Linked DNA regions of Hordeum vulgare: region 2 is linked to region 1. Evidence: chromatin contacts called from public Hi-C data. All regions are on one chromosome and are shown on one strand. Each heading gives the region's core, a stretch centred on a gene start, on an enhancer-like site or on the middle of the called end of the contact. The rest is flanking DNA. Distances are from core to core; before and after follow the strand shown. Region 1 holds the start of LOC123448892 (protein MALE DISCOVERER 2-like). Region 2 holds the start of LOC123448896 (6-phosphofructo-2-kinase/fructose-2,6-bisphosphatase-like).

Region 1 (7,677 bases), core at 4,542-7,041:
ACCACGACGTGAAAATGATAGTTTTATGTTTTATATTTTTTTTTCATGCGAGCTGACTGGCTGGAAACGCCGACACGCCGTGTACCTACGGCCGGGCGTCCCTATCGCTGTCACCTTTTTTTGGTCTCTGTACCTCCCAGACCAAACCGAACTGGACCAACAATGGCACGGACGACGACGGTGGCTAAGCCAAGCACCAGCACGACAACCAGGCAGTTGGGCATACTTTACTAGCTATATAATATAGTAGGAGTACTCCGTAGTACATTCAATCTCTTGTGTGTTAGGCTGGTCACAATGGGGAGGAACTTAGTAGTAACATCACACACTTCAATACAACTTTGCTTATGTGGCACGTATTTAATGAAGAAAGAGGTGCTTGTGGTAACTAGCTAAGTTACCGGAACATCACACACTCCAAGAAACAATGAGTCTATAGCCTGATAAATGCATTGTTGCATGACACTACATACATGTTACTCCTCATTGTGGAGGTAGGAACATAGTCTAGAAAAATGTGTAAGTTCCTACCTTATGTTACTCCCCATTGTGACCAGCCTTATGCAAAGAAGAAGCAAAGGTGCCGAGAGCCAATCATGGGATAAGACTCGGCGAAACACACGCCACTTTGCGGTGCAGTGCAGCAAAACCAACTCGGTTACCGTGGTACCAGCTACGCTGCACATGATCCGAGCGCGCCGTTGCTTTACATCGGACGGCCGAAAAACGTCCAGGGAGCCGGATGCTTCGGATCTCAATCCAGTAGCTGTAGTATATTGGTAGGTATCCGTATCTCATCAAATTCTTAATGATCGCGTTGGATCGACCGACCGGCCATGCAGGGCGACGTTCGATCGAGGGCGTGAGCCGTCGTCGAGTGATTGGCCGGTGCTCGTTGGTTTATCCATCTTGCGTCCATGGTTGACCGTGCTCTTTTTTTTTTCCTATTCAGTGCTGCGGTTAGTGGTTACCGGTCCTAGTCTGGCCGGTGGGGTGTCTCATGCTTATGTTTATGTAGGAGATTTATGACGATAGCGGCGTCACGACCGATTCTTTCACGTGATGTGCAGGAGCTAGCTAGCTAGCATGGGCTTCATCCGATCCAGATTCGCCACCTTTGCGTCGTGCCGCTCGCTTTGCCACGCGTGAGCCGTAAGATTTTGAATCAAACTTTGAGATCAACCAAACAACATTAATTAAACATTAAAGTCGGACACGAAGGCCGACGAGAGTCCACGCGGCGACATTTCCATTTAAGAAAATTAAAAACAATCTAAACTACGAGGCGATGCGCTACCCTAGGCGTCGTCGTTGTCGCCCTCGGGGTCCGTGAGGTCGATGAGCGTTGGTGGAGGGCCGATCTAGGGGAACGCCGTGTTCCAGAGGCCGTTCATGTCGGGCGTGGGTTGTGCCGCCGCAGCCTGGCACGCCTCCTTCTCGGCTTCGCGTTGCTCCTCCTCGACGTCGCGCTCGAGCATCTCGAGGTACTCGCTGTGGCGGCACTCCTCGGCCAGTCGTCGCTAGCGCCAATGTTCGAGGTGCGCCGCCTCCTGCGTCGGCGTCGCCCCAACCCAGACCGGTGGCACACTGACCCACTCGTGCACTACTCCCATCCAGGAGTAGCGCTCGATCGGTTCCGGCTCCGGCTCGGCGTTGACAGGGGACGGCAGGGTCACCAGCGGCAGGACGCACCCGCCTGCCGCGGAGAGCGCCATAGCCGCCTCGTACGCCGCCTCCTCTTGCTCGCCCGCCGCCACCCTGCGCCGCTCGTCCTCCTTGCTTTCCCGTTAGACCGCCGCAAGGGCCGTCTGGTAGGTGGCCTCCGTCGCCTGGTCCTCCTCGCGGACGACGAGCGGGGGCGGTGGCACGGTGCGATCGACTTCGCGAATGCCGCGTCGCCTCACCTCCTCGTGCTCGAAGGCGAACCAGCTAGCCCACTTGGGCGAGTCGGTTGCCTAGGTGGGGTCGCGACGTTGCTCCGGCGTCAGGAGCGGCCGTCGGCGCCGCACCTCCTCCGCGTGCACCCTAGCGGACCTCGACGCCGTCAGCACTGAGATCGTCTCTGAATCCAGGTGCCAGTCGTGCGGCAAGGTAGCGTCGGGGTATGGGAGAGGCACGTGGTGCTGCCAGTGCCACTCCACCTGATGCACTGGCACGTTGATGCGCTGCCTCGGCCGGCAATCTGGCGCCGGCGGAGACATGAGGAACTCCGAGGGAAAAGGAGCGGCGGGAGACTTGCCCTTGGCCTTGCTGATGTCGGCGCCGGAGAAGGGCACCATCTTACACGGCCGGGGTGGCTAGGTTTTGCCGGCGATGGGGGAGCGAGTGTGGCTAGATGGGGTTTAGGGTTTTTGGCTGGAAGCGGATGAGGACAGCCCCGTCGCACGGTCGGCTTAAAAAAAACGACCGCCGTCGCTGACGCGTGGGCCCGAGGTCATAAATGAAGTTGACCAGGTAGGCCGTGGACAGTTGGACGACCGTCAGGTGGGACGCGACGGACACCGTGAAGGCGTGTGTGGCGTCCGTTTCGCGTCCATACCGACGCATTTGAGACGAAAATTTAGACCGCAAATGCGTCGGCACGGACGCAAAGCGGACTCGATTTAGGTTTGGATCGGTGCGTTGGGCCTTCTCTCTTATCCACGTCGATCCAAACAAACGACGGCATATGAAATGGATCACCACATTAGAATTGCTCTTATAGACTTACAGTGTAGCATCCATACAAGCAAAACAGTCAACAGATGCATCTATAAACAAAGCGCATGTTACAGTACATCGATATGGATCATCGGTTTTAAATCGGATGCTTTGTAGTGGCTAAGTCAGGCTATTGGACTTGGCCACGCAAAGGCAGCAAATTCGGATCGGCCTTCATCCTATCCTGTACGCGCGTCTCTTCTGGAACCAAAGGATCTTCAAACATACTTGTCTTCTTCTTTTTACCCATAGCTGAGTACTTACTTGGTCCCAGGATACATTTATATCTATACAAATCTAAGATAAGAATTTTAAGACGGAGGAAGTACTTGATTGGTTCAAAAGAATTGAAACAAAATTAAGTTTGACTAAATTTGTAGAAAAATAAACCAACATCTACGACATCAAATTAGCTTCATTAGATTCAGCAACATATGCTTTTATAATATATATATATATATATATATATATATATATATATATATATATATATATATATATATATATATATATATATATATATATATGATGTTGTAGAGGTCTCCCCGTAAAGAAAAGATGCTGTGGAGCTTAGAATATTATTATATAAAGTTGATCAAACTAAAAGGATTTGACTTAAGACAAATCTAGAACTTCAAATATTTTGGAGCAAATGAAGGAGCTAGTTTGGTGTTTATGGGGATCTGGGAATAAATATGGTGTCGTGGTGTCAAGGGGAGGAATGAAGATAGAGAAAATTGCTCAAAATTACACAATTATCAGCAATTTTAAAAAGTTACATCAAACATATTTTAGAACTATAACCAAAACCACATTTACCATCTGTTGAAGAACATTATTTTCTAATCAATAAAGCTCACATGTTACCTCAATAAATGTTCCAAACTTGTAGCCAAATCCATACCCAGGGGTGGACAGATATATGCAGGAGTTATCGCTTGACCTTGTTTTTGCATAGCGTACCGGACATATGAGGGTATTGTTGCTTTACCTTTGTCGCTACACTAACATTGTATTTGAAAATTTAATTTCAACCAAAACTAGGAGGAGGGGAATGTATCACACACAAAAGCGTCATCCTTGCCAATTCTATGATGAATGTCGATGGAATCCTGAGAGGTTTTGCCCGGAAAAGAGATAATGAAGAATACACTAGCGGAAACACTTCTTTGTTAACTACAAGACTATCTAAGAGCCGAAGAAATTAGCTTGTAGGCCTAGCCATTCTTGTCCTTTTTTGACACCAAGAGGTTCGGTATGTGTTGCATCTATGATACCATGGTTCAACTAGGGCAGCCCAAGTAGGTGGTGGGACGCGTCACAAGTACCCTTTGTATATGTGCTTCTACCATCATTGCAATCGACACATGACATCAATACATCAATGTTTTGACATGGTATATGGAAGGGGAGGGTGGCACTTTGCAACAAGGTGTTGGAGTGTAATTTCTGACCCTCTCCCACAGTCTATAATATGGGAATAACTGACCATTGCACGTTCATTATAGTATCAAAACCAAGAGGTATTGAGTTTAAGACTCTTTCAATGCAATATAAAAAATGATATTTGCCACCTACATGATCCCACGTCTAAGGACAAAAACAGTCTAGACAAGAGGAAGAACGTCGACATGCATTGGTCGTACATCCCCATCGGTTCACACTAGTAGTGAGATGGTTAGGTTCATACGACTTGCAACCAAAAAGTTTCTAGGTTCAAAACCTCGTAAACACAATAAGTAATTAGTGTATCCCGCTTCCACCACCCACACATCATAACTCTAAAGGAACGTAAACATGAGGGAAATGTTGGAGTATCATGTACATTCCTCTTCCACAATTCAAACTTGGATGAAGTAGTTGGACATGAAATCTACACAAGACTCCTCGATTATTCAAGATCACTGCTAGTAAAGGGATGTCAATTAACAAAGAACCCTGTAAAGGTCCTTCCTCGGGCCTCGCACAAGAAAATGCCATTCTAGTATAGACTAGGCCAAAATGTCACATTTGATCTCCTTCCTAATCTTGCACATCAGGATTTATGATAGCCTCGCCTCACAAGCCTTTTCTTCAAATGTCTTTAAACCTCTGAACACTCACCCACCTTTTGTAAAGACTATATATCATAATGTGGATATATTTTTGGGGCTACTTCACCTTCCAAGCCTTCTCACCAACAACAGGTGAAATGACCTCATTGCGACTTCATCTAAGGAGCATAGTAGGTGGCCCGTTGAGGTCCTTCTCCATGTATGCAAATTAGTTTTTTTTAGAAAAAGAGGTTCAAACCCCCGGCCTCTGCATCAATCGTTGCATATGGTCATTTTGTATGCAAATTAGTTGTGTCTACATAAGAGGCTAAGACAGAAGAAAACGGTCTTTGTTGTTCTTGAGGACTCAAAAAAAAAACTTAGCCTTAGGAGGGACATAATCCGCATTCGATGGCTATATTGCCTTTCTTTTTTGTGTCGATCGCAAAAACATTATCACCTGTAAATATTGTTAGATTTTCTATTTCTTCAAAGTGGCAGAGTATTGATATGAGAACCATTGTGAGGAATCTCACAACAATTTGTCAAGGGGAATGCACATGTAAGAAATCTTTACGGATACTTAGACATTTTGAAATCATATATCTTGGTGTACGCTGCATCATTTCGCAAGTAGACAACTTTCTAGAATGGGTTTAGTCAAAATCACACCCATACATTTTGAATAAGTGTTCGATTGCACCGTTAAAATAAATTATAACTAGTTTTGTAATTAATACATTTTAATAGCACCACATTTTACAAATAAAAAGTATTACTCTCTTTGTAAACTAATATAAGAGCGTATAGATTACTAAACTAATATTTTAAATGCTTTTATATTAGTTTACGGATGAAGTAATTTTTTGTTGTAAAAATTCACATTCATGTGAAAAAGTAACGGCCAAAGTTGTTGAAGACCATGATTATACCCCAAAAATGAAGAGGAAGGAAATCTAGGAGGTTGGTTCCACAGTGATGGGCAAACTGCATTAGTTCGCAATTCATGTATGTGGAGAATGATTAGATCAACGAACCAAACAATTTTAAAACGAAAGAGAAAAAAGAACCAACTAAAAGCTTCTTGTTGTGTAGTCGCCTTCGTGCAGCCTCCCTTTCCCTCTCCTCTCCACCACCTTCGGCTGCCACTTTCGCCGCCCGCCTCCACCGCCCTCTTCCCAACCACACCACGCGCCGTCTCTCCTCCGGCATCCCGCTTCCCGTGACCGCCGCCATCCACCTTCCGGATCAGATTTTCTCCCCTCCGACGCCAGCAACTGCGCCTCCACTGCTATTTTCTCGGCCCGTGCTGCGATGGAGTGGCCGCCGCCGCGCAGGCTCCTTCTTCTGTTCCTGCTTGCTTTTTCTTGGCGGCTTGGAGGAGGAGCAGGTTTACTTCTCTTTTGCTCGACCTTTGGATTGCTCCGAGTTGTTGGGTATGCATTTGGGCTAACGGCGTTTGCCATTTTGATTTGCTGCTGCAGGGATTGGAGGGTTCGGAGTTGGAGCTGAGGAGTTGAGCAGTAATGGAGCTTCTTTTAGTCGTAGGTGAGCGCTCAGATTCTGGAACTGGTTCTTTTTTGGTGCTTGCAGGAAATGGATCAGTGCGATTTTGCTATCCAGAGTTTGTGATTTTTTAGATTGGAGTTGGAACTAGAAAATACCCCTCTGTAAAGAAATATCACTAATTTAGTGATCTAAACCTCTTATATATCTTTATGGAGGGACCGAGGGAGTAGGTGTTTTTTTGTGTTGGCCTATTACCATTAATGTGTGACAAATGCCACAAATTTACCAGTTTGGTTGGAACCATCAACTCTTCAGCTCTGAACTAAACTGACATCCCTACTGATATTTTTCTTCTTGTAAAAATCGGAAGTCGGCTTATTCACTTATTTTTATACTATTAATGAAAAAAGATCTATTTGCCTCGCTTCCCTTTGAATATTTATCAACAGAGACAGTTTGCTGGGTGAAGCTCTGCAGTAGTAGCTACTTTTCTAGCATTCACGAATGGTGCCTGTGGTTATTTTAGAAAGACTTGGATTGTAGTCATGGAGAGATATACTATGTGACAGTAGGCTGTTGAGTGAGAGTTTTTTTTTTCTCACTGAATTTTAAACTTTAAAAATAAAAATATAGGTATTTGAAAGAGAAATATTGTATTTTACTATATCTCTTATTATATAAAATGATCGTGTGAATATGATAGTAGATGAATCAAAGGCAGGTGATTTTTGTACTTCCATCATCAGAAATGGCAAATATTTATCTTGATAATACAGTACTCCCTCCGTAGTGATGTAAACGCTCTTATATTTCTTTGCGGAGGGAGTACATCCCAAGTCCTAACTATTCCTTTTCTTGAACTTTCAAAAGATTGCTGCAGATTGGTGGTGAAAACCAAGGTGCCGGGTACCTTTTCTCACATGCACAAGCTCCAAAATCAGGACCAGTGTCTGCTCCATCACCCTCAGCGTTCATATCATCACCACCAGAAGGTGCACCATCGCCATTTTATTCACAACCAACGCCACAGCGATCCCCTTTACGCCATGATCCATCAATAGACCTTCCACACCCGCTTAAGTTTAAGCCTGCAGCTGGGGGAGCTGGGCACGATCATTCGGCTCAAACTCCATCTCACTCTGTGCATAAGCATTCCTGGACAACCTATGGTTTAGTTGCAGCAGGGGTTGCTGCCTTCCTTATCATATCAGCAGCTGGTGCTCTCTACTGCCGAGCTAAAAGGGTGGGGACTGTGAAACCTTGGGTCACAGGACTTAGCGGACAACTGCAAAAAGCTTTTGTAACAGGTATGCTTTGTTTGCACTTTGACATGTATGTTATCTAGGAGTTTGTTCCAATTTCACATAACAATTTGATCACATTTGTAGGTGTGCCTGCACTCAAACGATCGGAGCTGGAATCAGCGAGCGAGGAT
Region 2 (7,051 bases), core at 658-3,157, 650 kb after region 1:
CTCAACCCAAACCTTACACTCAAGTGCATCTTTCTCAGTGAGTTTAAAGACTGCATCCGTCATTTCCACTTGATTGTTCCCGTAACCTAGCGGTCGGTTCGGTCCCTCCTCAACTATGCACTCTGAGCTATCGGCTTTTGGCTTCAATAGTAACTTGAAATCCATTGCTTCTAACAAACATAACAAATAAAGGGCATAAAAGCTAGTCAGAATGCAAAAGGGAACAAAATCTAACTCCCTGCATCTGTAGTAAGTAAACAACTCAGTTAGCCGGAGCAAATGTTCAGCTCAAGAATCACTTTATTTTATTTCGAAGACCCAACTCCATGTACTACATTGTTATACTCAGGAATGACAAATCACTAGTGGCTAGTTCATGAAAAATGTGTACACATTAAACGGACAGGAGGCAACCCCAATAAATAAAAACCAGAGCATCCCGGTAGCATGGCGCAGCAACATAGCTCATCATAGCCCAAGCTTCCGAGGAAGGGATCTCAAACCCACGGGGAGCCGTGGAACAGCATGGTAAAATCAGCCGACTCACCGTGGCGAGAAGGGAGGACGCAGCTGAGCTCCCAAATGGCGGCCGCGGCCCGCTCCATCGGCAGCTGCGAACACAACCAGGAAAAAAATCACATCACTCCCCGCACGGGGAACATACTCGCGAACAAGAGGGGATGGATGCGACGCTTACGGCCTTGGAAGGGTCCCACGAGCCGGCGGCGGGGTGGGAGCCGAAGAGGTGAGGGGCGAGGCCGAGCGCCGCCAGGCGGGGGCTCTCCAACTTGACCGAGACATACTGATGGTCGGATGCTCCGCCGGAGCTCGCCGCCGTCGCCATCGCCGGGGAGGCCAGAAGGAAGGGGGGCTTGGAAGGTGCCGGAAGGAAGGAAAGCGGGCGCGTCTGTGTCGTCTTTTCGTGCGACTGTCAAGTGGGGCCACGAGGTGGGTGCGAATGCGATGGTGGTAGATCCCTTCGTAATCCGCAACAGCGGGTGGGGCCGGAAACGTACCTGGCCCACCAGCCAGCCCAAGAATGTCCGATGGCAACCGCGCTACCGCCGGCCGGCGACGGTGACGGCGGGCGAAGCGTCTCAGCGCGGAGAAAGGGGGCGAGCAGCTTAGAGAGAGAGAGAGAGAGAGAGAGAGAGACGCGGGGAGTAGGCGTCGCGGCGCGAGACGCCGTCATATGGACCGACCCGCCGCCGCCGGTTTTTTCCGTCTCACCAGGTATCTGGGGGTGGCTGATTCCTTCCTTTTCCGTCTGTCTGTGTGATGCTCTTGCAGATTTTGCAGCAGCCTGCCAGAGCCATGGCCTTCGTGCTTGGTTTGCTCGCGCATCTCTGTTGGGTAGTTTCTTTACTCGCAAATTCGTTCCAGCATTGGTGGATTGTGCTGCATACTGGGCTTATGGTGCTTGTTAGGTGGTTTTTTCTTCTGAGGGTTATAGATGGTACTGTTATTGCTTACGGACTATAGCTGCGGAAGAAGTAAAGGACGCTGTTGATTCAGCACATAGTTGAACGCATTTTGAGCGAAACAATGCGGCAGTCAACAGCAGAATCTGAAATGGTAGGTGCCGTAGGGGTAGGGCTAAGTTGATTGGCGCCCGTGCTTTTGTCTTCACAGCAACCTTGTAGAATGTAGATTTTCTCTGGTTTGTGGATATTTGGCACCGGGAACACTTGCACATTTTGCCAAACCACATGATCGTGCTGCCTTTGATCCAAACACGATTTGAGACACGATAGTACTTCTTGAAATATTCTGTACCTTATTGTTAGACCATCCGCATCACATTATGCTTAATGGGAAACCAAAGGAGAGATGCGCTTTGGCAACTATTGCTTGATGGGAAGCATTTACAGCCAATTTTCTCTTGAGCAAACCTCAAACAAATTCTAACCAAAAAAAAAACCTTATTCAGTGTGCCCTAACTGTTGTCAATCTTAATCTTTAGGAATGAAGGGCACATACTGTATAATAGGGCTATCCAGCATTGGTGGATTGTGGAAAATATCGGGCTTATGATGCTTAGGTGGTATTTTTATTGCTCACAGACAATTATAGCTCCTGAAGAAGTAGAGGATGTTGTTGATTCAACATACACTTGAATACACTCTAACAGCGGAATCTGAAAAGGTCGGCGTCCTAGGGAAAAATTGATTTGTCTGCTTTTTTTATGGGAAAACTGGATGTATCTGATATTCTTATCAGTTGCTGCATAAATGCTGTTCAGGTTTGAATACTTGGAGCAGTCATCTAGTTTTTTAGCATTTACAGCCAATTTGCCCTTTATCAAACCTCAGACAAATTCTAACAAGAAAAGTCGTAATCTGTGTGCCCTAACAATTGTCAATCTTACTCTTTAGGAATGAAGGGCACATACTGTCGTCCTGTCTGTATCCGTAAATTCTGCCATTTCCACATTCTTACTTGATACTTCATGGTACAACCACCTAACAATCAAAGTGGTGGCTCTTGTTTTCTTTTATTTACCACCCTCTAATGACATTTTAGAATGTTCCCAGAAGGTGTACTTAAATTAAGAGTTGTGTGTGGATGTACTTGGAATTCTCAGGCTTCAAATTGCATCCAAGAGGTCCGCATCTTAGATGCAAAATAGTTAAGTTAAGAAAATTGTTCACGGGATTATCCTGGGGACTAGTGGAGTCGACCTGGAGCCAACCTCGGCAGAACTTAATCATGTCCGTTGTATCCCAGTGATGCTTATTTGAACCCAGGTATACTCCATCAGATCACTCTGGCTTGCTTGCATACATCTTGAGTTCATGGAACACTTTCCGGCAACCCTCATCAAAGCCACCTGCAAGCTGCAAATTTGGTTTGTTGCGGTTACCTTGGTTAGTTAGTTTGTAGGTAGCAACTCATAATGTCATTCGAAAGCAATTCATGATTGCAGTAGAATTACCTGATGTATTCGGAAGGCAAAGCGGACACCTTGCAAGAGCAGTTCCTCATCATTTACAAATGGATCTGACTTCAGTGCATTCATAATGCGGTTCATGTATTCTTTTGCCAGCTTCAATGAAGCGGCCTTTAGCTGTTAAGGTAGCAAGAGGATACTTCATATATGATATGTCTATTAGACATGAATTTATACTTTTATAGCGAAAAGGGTAGTGGGATAATTCCTATGTGTACCACATAACTCGTAAGTTGGTTTGTTCCAGTTGAAGACGAATTTGTAAAATGCACTTAGCTATGTCTTCTCTATTATATCAAACTGAGGACAAAGATGGATATTAGAAGTTTGGGAGCACATAGTACATACTTGGCTTATGATTCCAGAGTCAAGCATCCAATCCCATGGGATCAGGAGATCTTTGTATCTTCCACTTGCACTGTCCCTTATTTTTTCAGTATTGTGAATACCTTGTTCAATTCTACAAGGGGAAGCATGAATCATGTTATATTGTTCAAAGTTTGACAATGCAACAGCCTTACTAAATGCATTCATTTCATCTACTCACTTATCCTGTAGAGCTTGCATGCGCTTCAAAGCCATAGGTGTAGCCACTCTCCTGTCGTCGTGAAATGATGATGCTTCTGCTTCCAGGTTCTTCAGATCCCGGTAGGTGAATGCTGCTTCTCTCATGGCATCTGCTTTCTTCTCAGGCCAGTTAGGGAAGTGCTTGAGCACTGCCCGTTCATCTATAAGGTATGATAGTTCCCCATCTAGCCACTTCACAAACTCTTCAACATCGGCTATTTCCTTGTATGCTGCATTTTGAACTTCCCTTGCCAGGAAGCTAATGAATTCACCCTGATTTTCTACATCTGATTTAATCTGTTGGAACAATAATCGCAAGGGAATATTTTTTTGGTTTGGTTAGGAAATTATTGATCTGTACAGAATAATAGGGAGAAAACATGACTCAGATGTACATTAAAAGATTATTCGTACTATAAAAAAATAAAGAGTTATATAACATTATCAACTGCAGGAGGAGGGAAACAGAAATATCAGAAGAACATGTCGCATGCTCTTAAACTAACACTTGGCGCTGCTTTTTTATCCATAAAGAAAATGATTTCATATACTGTAGTGTGTTCATAAGGTAATAAAGATGACTGAATAGATTACGCGATAAAAAAAGTTATACTCTTGTTGCGTAAGTTGGTTCGAAAAGAAAAGAAAAAGTTATACTCTTTAGGAATGAAGGGCACATACTGTTAGGAAATTATATTGTCTTTAATACAACAAATAACTGGTAACTGTCATGTGGGAGGAAGTATTCTGCAATTGTCATACTCTTGTTGCGTAAGTTGGTTCGAAAAGAAAAGAAAATTGAAACAAATAAAGGAATTGGCAGCTAAGTAAACAATATATCATATGCACATACTCTGAGAAAAAGATAGAAGAACATATGTACTTACAGCTATAACATAAGCTGATCTGTTCTCTATCTCCCCGATCATGTCTCGGCTGTTAGTAGCTACTGGAATTCCCACAGATCCAGACTTCACATCGCTTTTGCCTTCTCTTCTTACTAACAACCGATACAACTCAACTACCTCTGGCACTCTTTGGACTGCCTTAGTGCTCTTCAGTAATTTGGAAGGTAGGGGAGGTGGCGGTGGAGGAGGAGGACCCATGGATCCTTCCTTTTTTGCCTTGATGATCGGTTGGATACACGTCGGACTTGGTGGTGGATTAGGAACCCTTGGTGCTCTTGATTTCACTGACGGTGCCCTAGAAAATTGCTGCCTGATGTAACATACCGAGCTGTTGAGATCGATAGCTTCCTTCACATCATCATTGTTGTGAACAAACTGTTTTTCCTTGAAGTAGTTGTTGCTGGTGGCAGAATTCTCCGGCTTCTTCCACATTATCTTTCTATCAGTATCCTGCCCTTCAAGTGAGGAGACTTGGCCTTTTAGACGGCTGACTTGATGCCTCAGTTGCTTGTTCTCCTCTTCCAGAGTGTGGTTCCTCTCGATCAGGCCATGGAGCTTGCTTCTCAGAAGTGCAACGCATGCATCACCCTCCCTCATCATCTCTTCTTCGCTAGAGGAGATGATCTCTGTGTATGGTGGTACTGATTCCTCTCGTATAATCTATATGTCTCCTACTTCATCACTCATATAGTTTGGTGGAGCACTAAAGGAGATGTAAGTGAGCTTCTGTACAATTCTGTTGAATCTAGGCAAGAGGAACTTACATATGTGCAGGGAAAAACTGGTGGAACATAAAGTTAGGTAGGATAGGTGCTGCTGCTAGGCTAATTACTTGTCCTTCAAGTGATTGCTATGGGGTACCTATCTTCTTTGTGTAACTTCACTAAAGAAAATTCAGTCGTACAAGCTTACGTGTTTCTCTTGTCCTTTTGTGTACAACTATTTTCCAATTCTATCATACATAATTTACCACTGTCTATGTTCAGTTCACATGGCTGGTATATTTTCTAGATTTACCTTTAGCTGTCGGTGTGCTATTTTATACCAAGCAGGAGGTAGAAGTTTTTTATCGCTCTTCTTTCCCTGAAAAATATGTCATTCTCCTTCATGCTTGGATTCTTCCGATTGCACTTTTTTTTCTTTTTGTGAAGTTCTGACAGCAAAGCTTGAATACAAGCTTTCTTCTGCCTCAAGCTGTGTAAAAGGAACTCAGATGGAACTCCTTTACCAGTCCTGGACACCTTTGGCTAATAAGACCAAGTGAATATTTTGAAAAGTAGAGGGACAAGAAGAAACAAAATAAAGGAAATCCGAGCAAAAAGAACGGAAAAAGCAGATCTGAATGTGTTTCTCTTTCAAAGCACACAAGCATTGTCACGTTCCTTGGAACTGTTGCTCTTGCTGTAACAATCCTATTTCCTAACCCATGTGTTGTGATTGCTGAAGATTTCAGGTGAAGCCTTTCCTGCCTGTATCTGAACAGAATTGGGCATCTGCTTATGTCACCAAATATAGGTGATAGCAGAAACCCGAAAAAGACGCATCAAGAAGGAAATGTTATAAAGAAAATGTGCGTATGAAGATTCTAGAAATGTTATAAAGAAAGTGTGGAAATAAACTGTTGCAGGATGAACGACACGTCAAGAAGTATATTGCGGAGAGACAGAATTAAGCTGGCATCCAAGGTTAGTCTGTGTAATCTGAGATACAGGTACCAGTGTAAAGTCCCTGATCCGTAGGGGATTGCGGCCATGTTTAAGGAGTTCACTGATTTTGGTGTGTCAGTTTCCATGCTCGGATTGGGTGTGATTTGTGTAGAATGCGATCTCAGTACTCGGTTGGTGGAAGTACTACATACATAGATGCAGTGCGGTGCATCAACTGTGAAGGATGCTTCATCAAGATCTGTGTATGGACCCCCTGACTGCATGTATCATTACGCCTAATGATGTACTAATAGTTGCGCTCATAAATGTAAGGAGTATCTGGGACTGGGTAGTGATCATTTTCAATTATTCATACTGTATAGGCTACAGAAGGCGGACAACAAACTTGGCAAATTATTATGGAGGTTATATATGCCAGATTATGCCCAGGTAAGCATTGCTTTCATGAGTTTTCAGCTGTACTAATGTGTAATGCCAACTAAAAAATCGGCGATACTTAATGATTCACATACCCTCTATTATGTTCATCTGAAATCAACAAATGTTTTTTCCTAGGCATAATCACGACTGTTGACAATTATACTTTTATCAAGCGTTTTCCCAAAACGTATAGTTATATCAGTGAAGTTGATGCTCGCCGGCTGCCAGGGTGAAAGTGAGTCTCACTCCAGCCGTTTGGCGTCGCTTGTTGGATTATACTGTACGTCGTACTTGGGTCTTGGTATGGCGCCATAGCGGCCCGTGTATGTAGAAAGAAAGAAAGAAATCTTGGCAGTGCATGCATCAGCGTCAGGCTTTTTCTGGTGAAGTTTGGGCGGTGCTTTCCTGACCCGACGTTTGTACTGGACTACTGAACGGTGGATCGTTGTCAGAGTACAGAAAATAGACCAGATTTCTTCACGGAAAATGACGGCCTTCAATCTGGATGGCGTCCGCGCGCCAGCTTGTTCCGGTGAGTC

Evidence for each region. Hi-C and Micro-C count contacts between places; a contact is called where the count stands out from the background.
Region 2: a contact with region 1 is called in a Hi-C map of leaf, with 2.5 times the contacts expected there. The contact joins the promoter of LOC123448896 here to the promoter of LOC123448892 in region 1. A contact is called at or near these places in 1 of 6 Hi-C or Micro-C datasets (leaf) and 1 of 1 datasets of contacts at active chromatin or transcription factors (embryo).

What each region holds. Positions count from the first base shown.
Region 1 is chr4H:448,596,534-448,604,210 of MorexV3_pseudomolecules_assembly, forward strand. It overlaps LOC123448892 (protein MALE DISCOVERER 2-like), which reads left to right and starts at 5,792. Exons shown (of 6, transcript XM_045125928.1): 1 at 5,792-6,123; 2 at 6,218-6,281; 3 at 7,113-7,549; 4 at 7,631-7,677. The coding sequence starts at 6,048.
Region 2 is chr4H:449,245,806-449,252,856 of MorexV3_pseudomolecules_assembly, forward strand. LOC123448896 (6-phosphofructo-2-kinase/fructose-2,6-bisphosphatase-like) reads right to left here and starts at 1,908. Exons shown (of 23, transcript XM_045125931.1): 1 at 698-1,908; 2 at 548-611; 3 at 1-170. The coding sequence starts at 844. LOC123448897 (protein CHUP1, chloroplastic) reads right to left here and starts at 5,180. Exons shown (of 5, transcript XM_045125933.1): 1 at 4,405-5,180; 2 at 3,498-3,814; 3 at 3,299-3,410; 4 at 2,936-3,067; 5 at 2,341-2,837. The coding sequence starts at 5,025. The coding sequence ends at 2,763. LOC123448898 (a long non-coding RNA gene) reads left to right here and starts at 5,448. Exons shown (of 2, transcript XR_006631938.1): 1 at 5,448-6,110; 2 at 6,211-6,525.